Linked DNA regions of Mus musculus: region 2 is linked to region 1. Evidence: chromatin contacts called from public Hi-C data. All regions are on one chromosome and are shown on one strand. The core of a region is the stretch at or near the end of the contact, and the rest is flanking DNA. Distances in the headings are between cores, read along the strand shown.

Region 1 (3,954 bases), core at 114-2,613:
AGGAATGCGGTTCATGGCTTACTTTCCCATGTCTCGCTTAACTTGCTTTTTCTTACACAACCCGGGCCACCTGCCCAGGTTGGCATCACCCTCAGTGGGCTGGAACCTTCCCAATATCAATCATTAATCAAGAAAACACCCACAGGCCTGTCTAATAGAAATAGTTTTTCAATTGAGCTTTTCTCTTCCCAGGTGTATCAAGTTATCAACTAAAGCTAATGGTGTCTGTCAGCTTCTGGAATGGTGTTAGCTGCAGTTAAGTGGATCTCCCCACCTCAGTGAACTTAATCTATAGGCTCCCCCATGGACACACCCAGAGGTTGGTCTTTACCATGATTCTGTATCCTGTCAAGTTGACAATCAACATCTACCATCAGGGACCCCCAAGGGGCTGACGGAACATGGCTTCTTAGCACACATGAATGTGTTTGTGGTGACACCAATGTCCCTCAGACTCAGCAAAAAGTCTCTCAAAGGGACCACCTGGAGATAGTTCACAACATCAGAAGTTCACAGCAGGGGCCTGGAGACGCTCAGCTGCTCTGAGCACTTGCTGCTCACGCAGAGGACCTGAGTTTGGGTCCCAGCTCCTACACCATGGCTCACAACTGTCTGTATCTCCAGTTCCAGGGAATCTGATGCCCCCTTATGGCCTCTGTGGGTACTGCATGTACCTAGTACACACATTCAGGCAAATTTTCATACACATAAAATAAAAATAAACCTTTTTGTAAGTACAAAAGAGACAAATGTTGGAGACCGAGCCAAACCTCAGAAAGAGTACCATTCCGATGCCAAGGACAAATGTGTGCTCAAAGCTTTATATATACATATATGGGGGCGGGGGGGTGGTGGAAGAACACTACACAGACTGCTTGGTAAATTCTATGCAGAGAAACAATACCTTAGTCATCAGTGTTTCTGACTGTCTATCATCTGAGACAGGGTCTCAAGTATCCCAAGATGGCTTCACATTCACTGTGTAGCTGAAGATGACCCTGAGTTCCTGACTCCCACCACCCCACCCCCGTACCTTCACTTCCCAAGTGCTGGTGTGACAGGTCTATGCCTCCCAGCATGCCCAGCAGGTCTCCTTGTTGGTAATGCTTCAGACTGAATCAAATACTACTTCATAAGTCTCAGGTTCCAGGCCCACCTTGATGCTTACAGTGGAACACCCTTGGGACCTTTGAAACACTTGTTTGGCTACAAATTTTAAAATAAAATAAACAAAAATGTCTTTAACTGGGTGATGTCAGCAGATCGTGGGCCCATCGCTTAGGGGACAGCGCCTTCCCTGACTCTCTCCTGACTCACCATGAGGGACCAGAATAAATAATCTCTCTTCATAGACAATTGGCAGCCTCTCATTCCCCAACCACACTTTCCGGTTCTCAATCCTTGGCCTAGGGTTTGATTCTACTCAGTGTAACTTGCTGTAACCCATTTCTCTCTAAGTTAGCACAGGGGTGAGTAAGGGCCTCTCTTTGTTCAACACATGGCAGCTTTCCCCCTTAGGGAGCTACCTTCCGCATGTGTCTGTGTCCTGAAGTCTCTTCATCAAGGCATGGTCTTCTTGCACTAGGGCCTGCTCCTGATAGCCTCTCCTTGTCCTAATTACCTCTGTAAAGAATTTAGATCTCCAAGCCCTCTCATGTTCTGAGGTGCCTGGGCAATTCCCTGCCTCACCAGCAGGGGGTGCCGTTTCACAGAGGCCTTGACTACCTGGACAACCGACCACACCCAGGGCTCACACACAGGCCTAGCCACAGGTCTGCTATTTCTATCTCTGGGGAAGTGAACTGAGTTTGCTGCTGTTCATGGCAGGACTGTAAACATGGCTGTCTTCCAAGTGAGGAGCATTAAGGAGGGACAATGAGCTGAGCCACGGGACAGCAGGCCTAGGACCTGCAAGCAGTCCACTACCTCTCAGGTGATGGAACCAGTCTTTGCCTGTATTGCTGTAACTATGACATCAGAGAAAAGGGAGGTTGGTTTTATTAAAAGTGAAGTGTCTCACAACACACAGATCTTCCGCCTTTCGTTCTGGTCTGAACCTCCTCTGCTCTGTCTCTGTCTCTCTGTCTCTCTGTCTCTCTCTCTCTGTCTCTCTCTCTCTCTGTCTCTCTCTCTCTCTCTGTCTCTCTGTCTCTCCCTCCAACCCCCTTGATTCTAAGTCCTTTTAACACGATTCTTAGCTTATCATTTACTTGTTCTAACAGGGAGACTGGGCTAAATTTGTTTAGACACGTTCTATAGCATTGAACACAGAGAGGGTAAATGCGTCGGGTTTCTGAGCCCAGAGAACATTCCGTTCCCTTGCTTGGGTTTACAATCCAACGTGCTTTACGTTAGGAGACAAGCTATGGCTTGTAAAATGAATGCGGAAATCGCGTCGAGCGCGAGGCGGGCGCCCGGTGATGATTATGCAATCGGAGAAGCCTCTGCCAGGAAGGGCTGGAGCTGAGTGATCCGTTCTTAGTTGTTCTGGGGCAAAATTAAAATGCCTCTGTTTCCTGGATAGTGTTTGGGGGCAGGCAGACCCTGTCCTCGCCTCTGCATGCAACACCCTAAGTTGGTGTCACCTGGAGATTACTGTGACATACAGTATAGGACCTCAGGGCTAAAAAACAAAATATTTCATCGGTTGGTGTTTTGTTCAGATTTTTAAAACACATGCTAAAAGCCTAAAACTTAGAATTATACTATTTTTGCCTACAAAATTATCACTTTTAAAAAGTGTCCGATAATTCTTTTGAGCCCCACCTGTAGTTTTAGAGCATTTTGATGATGTCCCCTAGGCTGTCTCTGTCTCGTTTGGATACCCCAATCTCTTCGAGCACTGATTGTAGCTCTAGTATGTTTAAGGACGGCCTTTTGGAATGATGATATTTAAAGTATCGTGTATATTACGCTTGTGTGTGCACGTGGAGTGGGGCACACCCGTGGCAGTATGAGGACAGAGCTGTGTAGCCAATCTTCTTCCATCTTCTCATCCAGCAAGACCTCCCCACAGCTGCCTTCTTCCTGCTGCTGCACGGGTCCCTCTTCTGCTGTGTGGATGGAGGTGTTTGCAAATGTTCTTAGCACCCCTGGGGGAAGCCATTGGGCACTAGGCATTCGTGTGCCTATACTGTCTCTCCAGGAGCAGGCCCCTCTGGCCTTACCTGGCTTATTTACGCCACCATACGACCACTCCACGGATCTGATTTATTGTGCTTTCCCCTTGATAAGAAAGTTAGGTCTGTGGGAACAGGAATGACCTAATCTCCCTCATGTCTGTCTCTGAGCTTCTAGAAAGATATTGTAGGTGCTCAGAAGGCATCACGGCTCTGCATGGCAGGAAAAGCAAGGACAGCAGGAGCTGCAACATAACCCGAGGGATGGAAAGGTCTTTTTTTAATGCAATAAATGCATGTGTAAAGAAAAATGACACCCTGGTGTAAGACAATATTCCATTGCTGTTAGAGGCTCTTGAGGCCCCAGGAATTACTTAGACCAGCAATTGGGAACCACTGATAGAAGAGAGTCTCACCCCTCAGGTGGGCCCAACACTGCTCATCTTCCCCTGCTCACAGTGACTGATATGAGTGATAGCTCGTTACCCACCACAGGGCTGAGGAGATGCCAGATACCTGTGAGTGCAGACGGCTTGACCTAGGCAGGACCACACACAAGCATCCTTGCTACTGCAATCAGACAATGGCAACCCTAGAGTAGAGGACAGCTCAGCCCGCAGCTTCTGCCATCACTGTGAGCTTGGCAGGCTCTCGCCACCACCAGCAGAGCAGAGCAGCCCCTGGCATCTGCTCCTATGCACAATAAAACCCCAAGCAAGCATGGCCTCTGTGCAAACCTGCCACAGTCCACGGCTGTGTGCTGGCTGTGACTCAAGGAGCACAGACCCTCTGCCTTCTAACCCTGGGGACTGGAACCTTTGCATTTGTCATTATA
Region 2 (4,076 bases), core at 973-3,472, 250 kb after region 1:
AAGCATGCTAGAGACAATTTCGTGGCGACGTCAGCAACAATACCACATCTTCTACCCCCACGTACAAAACCACAGAGCCAGTGCATTGGCTCCCTCAAAGGAACAAGGCAGGTTTGTTTGGATCCCAACATAAACAAACTGTTGAAAAATAAAATTGATGTGATAACCCAGGAAATACACGTGCTGGCAAAATACTCCGTGGTATTTGAAGCATTCTTTTTATATGAGAAAATGGCTTGTGATTGCTTTTTGTCTTTATCTTTCAGTTCGTGCATACTAACGAATCTAGAGATAAAATTTGATTCCAGGAAACTGCTGGAAGGGAGAAAGACTTGGAGGGAGGCAGCAGGCAGGTCAGGTGATGACCGAGCAGGCCGGGTGGTCAGTATGCTAAGTCCATCATCTTTAGCTTGTACATGTTTTCATGTGTCCATAAGAAAATGTTTCTTAATAATTTATTTTTTATTATTTTATGTACATTGGTGTATTACCTGCATGTGTAAGAGAGTTGGATCCCTGGAGCAGCAGGAGTTTCAGACAGTTGTGGGCTGCCATGTGGGTACTGAGAAGTGAGCCTGGGTCTTCTGGAAGAGCAGCCAGTTCTTAATTGCCGAGCCATCTCTCCAGCCTGAACATGGTTTCTTTTCTTTTCTTTTCTTTTCTTTTCTTTTCTTTTCTTTTCTTTTCCTTTTTTTTTTTTAATCAATTTCTTTTCAAATACTTTTCAGTGGCATGGAAAATGCTTACAATGAAAAGAATAAATATAAGGGGGGTTAGGGAAATATCAATGATGTAAGAGACAAACCAGGAAGCTCTATGTCACATGTTCACAGTCAGTGTGGCTCTAAGGGAATTCATTCCTTCCTCTGCTGGGATTCCCCAACTTTCTGAAATTTGCATACCTAACTTAGACAACTCAGGGCCACTTTATTCCTACTTTTAAGAGGAAATGAGGGGGCAGTCAGTAAAGTACTTACCATGCAAACATGAAGACCTGTTCAGTTTCACAGCACCCACGTAGCCAGGCCTAATAGCACACACTTATAACCCTGGTTCTGAAAAGGTGGGCAGCTAAGAGACAGGAGCATCCTTGGATCTCACTGGCCAGCCAGCATGGCCAATCAGTGAGCTACAGGCTCAATGAGACTGGTCTCAAAAGTACAGAAGGCACCTGATGTTGATCTGTGGCCTCCAGGTGTGTATTCACACCTACACAAAAACGTGTGTACACATACACAAGCACACACAGGCATGCACACACTCACAAGTACACACACACTTGCACACACTCACAAGTACACACATGCACATACACATGCACACACACATGCACACACACATGCACACACTGCACAAGTGAACAAACTGCTAGCTCATCCCCTGTGCCCCTCACACTTAAAACTCGCCTCCAACCTGAGATAAGAGTGTCTTCCATTATCATTGTGAGGCTCCATACCATTCAAGGAAAGATTTGTTCATTTCTCCCACCAGAGTTTGGCTTTGCTTTAATGAGAAGGTCCAATAACTGCATACATATGGTTCCCCAGTGCCCGAGAAGGAACAGAGGCTGGCCAATGACTATTAGTAGCTACTCGTTCAGGAAGCCTTTTTTGCCTGAGATGGCGTGTTCATTTCCCTCTTTGGCCTTGGTAAAAGATATCATCTGGAGGTTTCATCCACTCAAGAATGTAGGTGCGATCCTGGGGCACGGTGACCGGGCTGGGTGCTCCGCATGCCACCAGTACCTCCTTATGGGACTTTCTTCCAAATCGAAATCTCCCAAATGTAGCATGTATAAAGATGTGGGCAGGTTTTATGTTGCACACCACCCTAGAAAGTTCCAGAAGGGCTGGAAACGTAAGCGCCATCATTCTGCTCTGCTCCCCTGAAGCACCTATACTCCAGGAATGTCTGGCTAGGTCTTTTTCTCCATTTCTAAGATTGCCTCTTGGTTTTGCTCTGTTTTGTTTTTCCTCTTTTGCCTGAGGAGAGTTGACCTTTTGGTAAAATCTTAACTGGGGAATTTCTTGGATTTCCTGCATGGAGATTGCCACCCTAGCATCTCCATATCACATCTGCACATATGCGGCTCCTGGACTTATCTCCTTCCTCTCCTCCCCAGTGGCTCTCAAATGTCTTTACTGATCACCACAAACCACCCTCTGGGGCTGGGAGATCCGGTTTATTACTTGGTAAATAGAGACCCCAAGAGGGCTTGCCAAGAAATTGGCTGCCCTGCCTGTACCCCCAACTCCATCCAGGACTGGCTGTCCTTACCAAGGCGGTGACCACATTCACTGCCTGCACAGCCTGCTCCTGAGTCTGAGGAGAAACACATACATGTGCCTAACATCCTTCTGCTCTTCCCTTCCCTCTTCTGCCTGCCTTGTCCCCCAGACTCCTCTCCATCTTTCCTCTCTCCTCTTACATCTTACTTTTTATTCCTCTATCTATTGTTCATGGGATAGGTTTTTTTTTAACAATTACACACATGTATATAACATATTCAACCATATTCATATCCCATTTCTCTTCCCTTTCCAGGGGTGTGGGAAAACATGCATGCTTGTGTGTGTGTGTGTGTGTGTGTGTGTGTGTGTGTATACACGTGTACATGTGTACATGTGTTTATATGTGTGTATGTATATGTGTGTATATGTATATATGTGTATGTCTTTGTGTGTGTCTCTGTGTGTCTTTGTGTATGTGTGTATGTATGTGTCTGTGTGTATGTGTTTGTATATGTTTAAGTGTGTGTATGTATGTGTGCATGTGTGTGCATGTGAGTGTGTCTTTGTGTCTGTGTGTCTGTGTGTTTATATGTGTGTGTATGTATGTGTGCATGTGTGTGTGAGTGTGTCTTTGTGTATGTGTGTCTTTGTGTCTGTATGTGTTTGTATTGTGTAAGTGTGTGTATGTATGTGTGCATGTGTGTGTGTGTCTGTGTGTGTGTCTTTGTGTCTGTGTGTATGTGTTTGTGTGTGTATATTTGTGTGTGTTTGTATGTGTGCATGTGTGTATGTGTGTGTCTGTGTGTATGTGCGTGTATGTGTGTATTTGTATGTATGTGTTTGTGTGTGTGCATGTATGTACATGTGTGTCTTTGTGTATGTGTGTATGTGTGTCTTTGTGTGTGTGTGTCTCTCTATGTGTGTGTCTGTCTGTGTGTGTATAAGTTTGCTATGGTTGCTTACATTGGCAAGGTAGAAGGATTATTTGCCAGCTCTCCATTTCTCAATCACAGGCACATCTTCCAGGAGCAGCAAGAGAATAAGTTGTTTACAACATGTCAACCCAGGTCAAGTGACTTTTATAAGATGGCATTTCCATTTGCAGGGAAAATGGCAAACTGTGAAACAAGCAGAAAGGTGGGCCAGCCCTCTGCAGGAGACAGATATCCTGTTTTCTCATTTGTGAGCCCTAGATACATCAGTCACATGTGTACAGATGTGACACGGGCATGAAAGTGCAGCCACAACTGCTTGGGGAGCAAAGCAGATCAGCGGGAGGCCCAGGGAGAAAGAGAGGAGAGTGGGGTGTGGATCAATAGGCACAGCGAACCTACATACCTGGGTGAACATGCCTTCGCTGTTAGCCCTGTATGGCAAAACAAACAGAGAGCTGGGAAAGATATGAAGAGACGTGTCCAAGTCTAAATACCTCAGAATGTGGCCTGATTTCAAGATAGGGATCTCTGAACTAACCAAGTAAAATGAGACCCTTTCACAGAGTGGGCCAGGCCGAGCCCATTTGATGAGTGTGATTTCCCAGACAAGAAAAGGGTTCTAAGAGGCTAGGAGGAAAAATCCCTTTAGGCCTGGGGTTTGAGAACCTGAAGTTAGGAGACCATGACTGCTCCCCAGCCTCTCCTGAGGCTCAGCCTTGAATTCAGACTTCACAGTAGCTGGGAGACAACCTCCCCATTCCTAAGCCACAAAACTGCTGGAACACTGTTACAACAGTCCCAGGCCACTCATTCAGACTGAACTGTGACCATTCCTCTGACTTGTTTGTGCCCACCACCCTCAAATGCCAGCCCAGCTTGACCTTCCAAACCCTGTCAGTGCTTTGTCAGT

What was found. Hi-C and Micro-C count contacts between places; a contact is called where the count stands out from the background.
Region 2: a Hi-C map of the G1E-ER4 cell line shows a contact between it and region 1, with 3 times the contacts expected there. The contact joins two enhancer-like sites. A contact is called at or near these places in 2 of 15 datasets of contacts at CTCF or cohesin (CD8 T cells and pro-B cells), 5 of 484 Hi-C or Micro-C datasets (the Ba/F3 cell line and the G1E-ER4 cell line), 6 of 115 datasets of contacts at active chromatin or transcription factors (astrocytes, cardiomyocytes, double positive thymocytes and 3 more) and 1 of 9 other capture datasets (embryonic stem cells).

Annotation. Positions count from the first base shown.
Region 1 is chr16:95,657,303-95,661,256 of GRCm38.p6, forward strand. No RefSeq gene overlaps it. Among named protein-coding and RNA genes, the nearest start is that of Gm31845, 8.9 kb to the right of the region's middle. Within about 2 kb of position 1,364, at least 68 of the 459 cell types and tissues checked have an H3K27ac peak or open chromatin away from gene starts, as enhancers often do. A contact at or near this core is called in the G1E-ER4 cell line, where this site is marked.
Region 2 is chr16:95,901,504-95,905,579 of GRCm38.p6, forward strand. All of the region lies in intron 1 of 1600002D24Rik (RIKEN cDNA 1600002D24 gene), which reads right to left. Among named protein-coding and RNA genes, the nearest start is that of Gm41508, 18 kb to the right of the region's middle. Within about 2 kb of position 2,223, at least 11 of the 459 cell types and tissues checked have an H3K27ac peak or open chromatin away from gene starts, as enhancers often do. A contact at or near this core is called in the G1E-ER4 cell line, where this site is marked.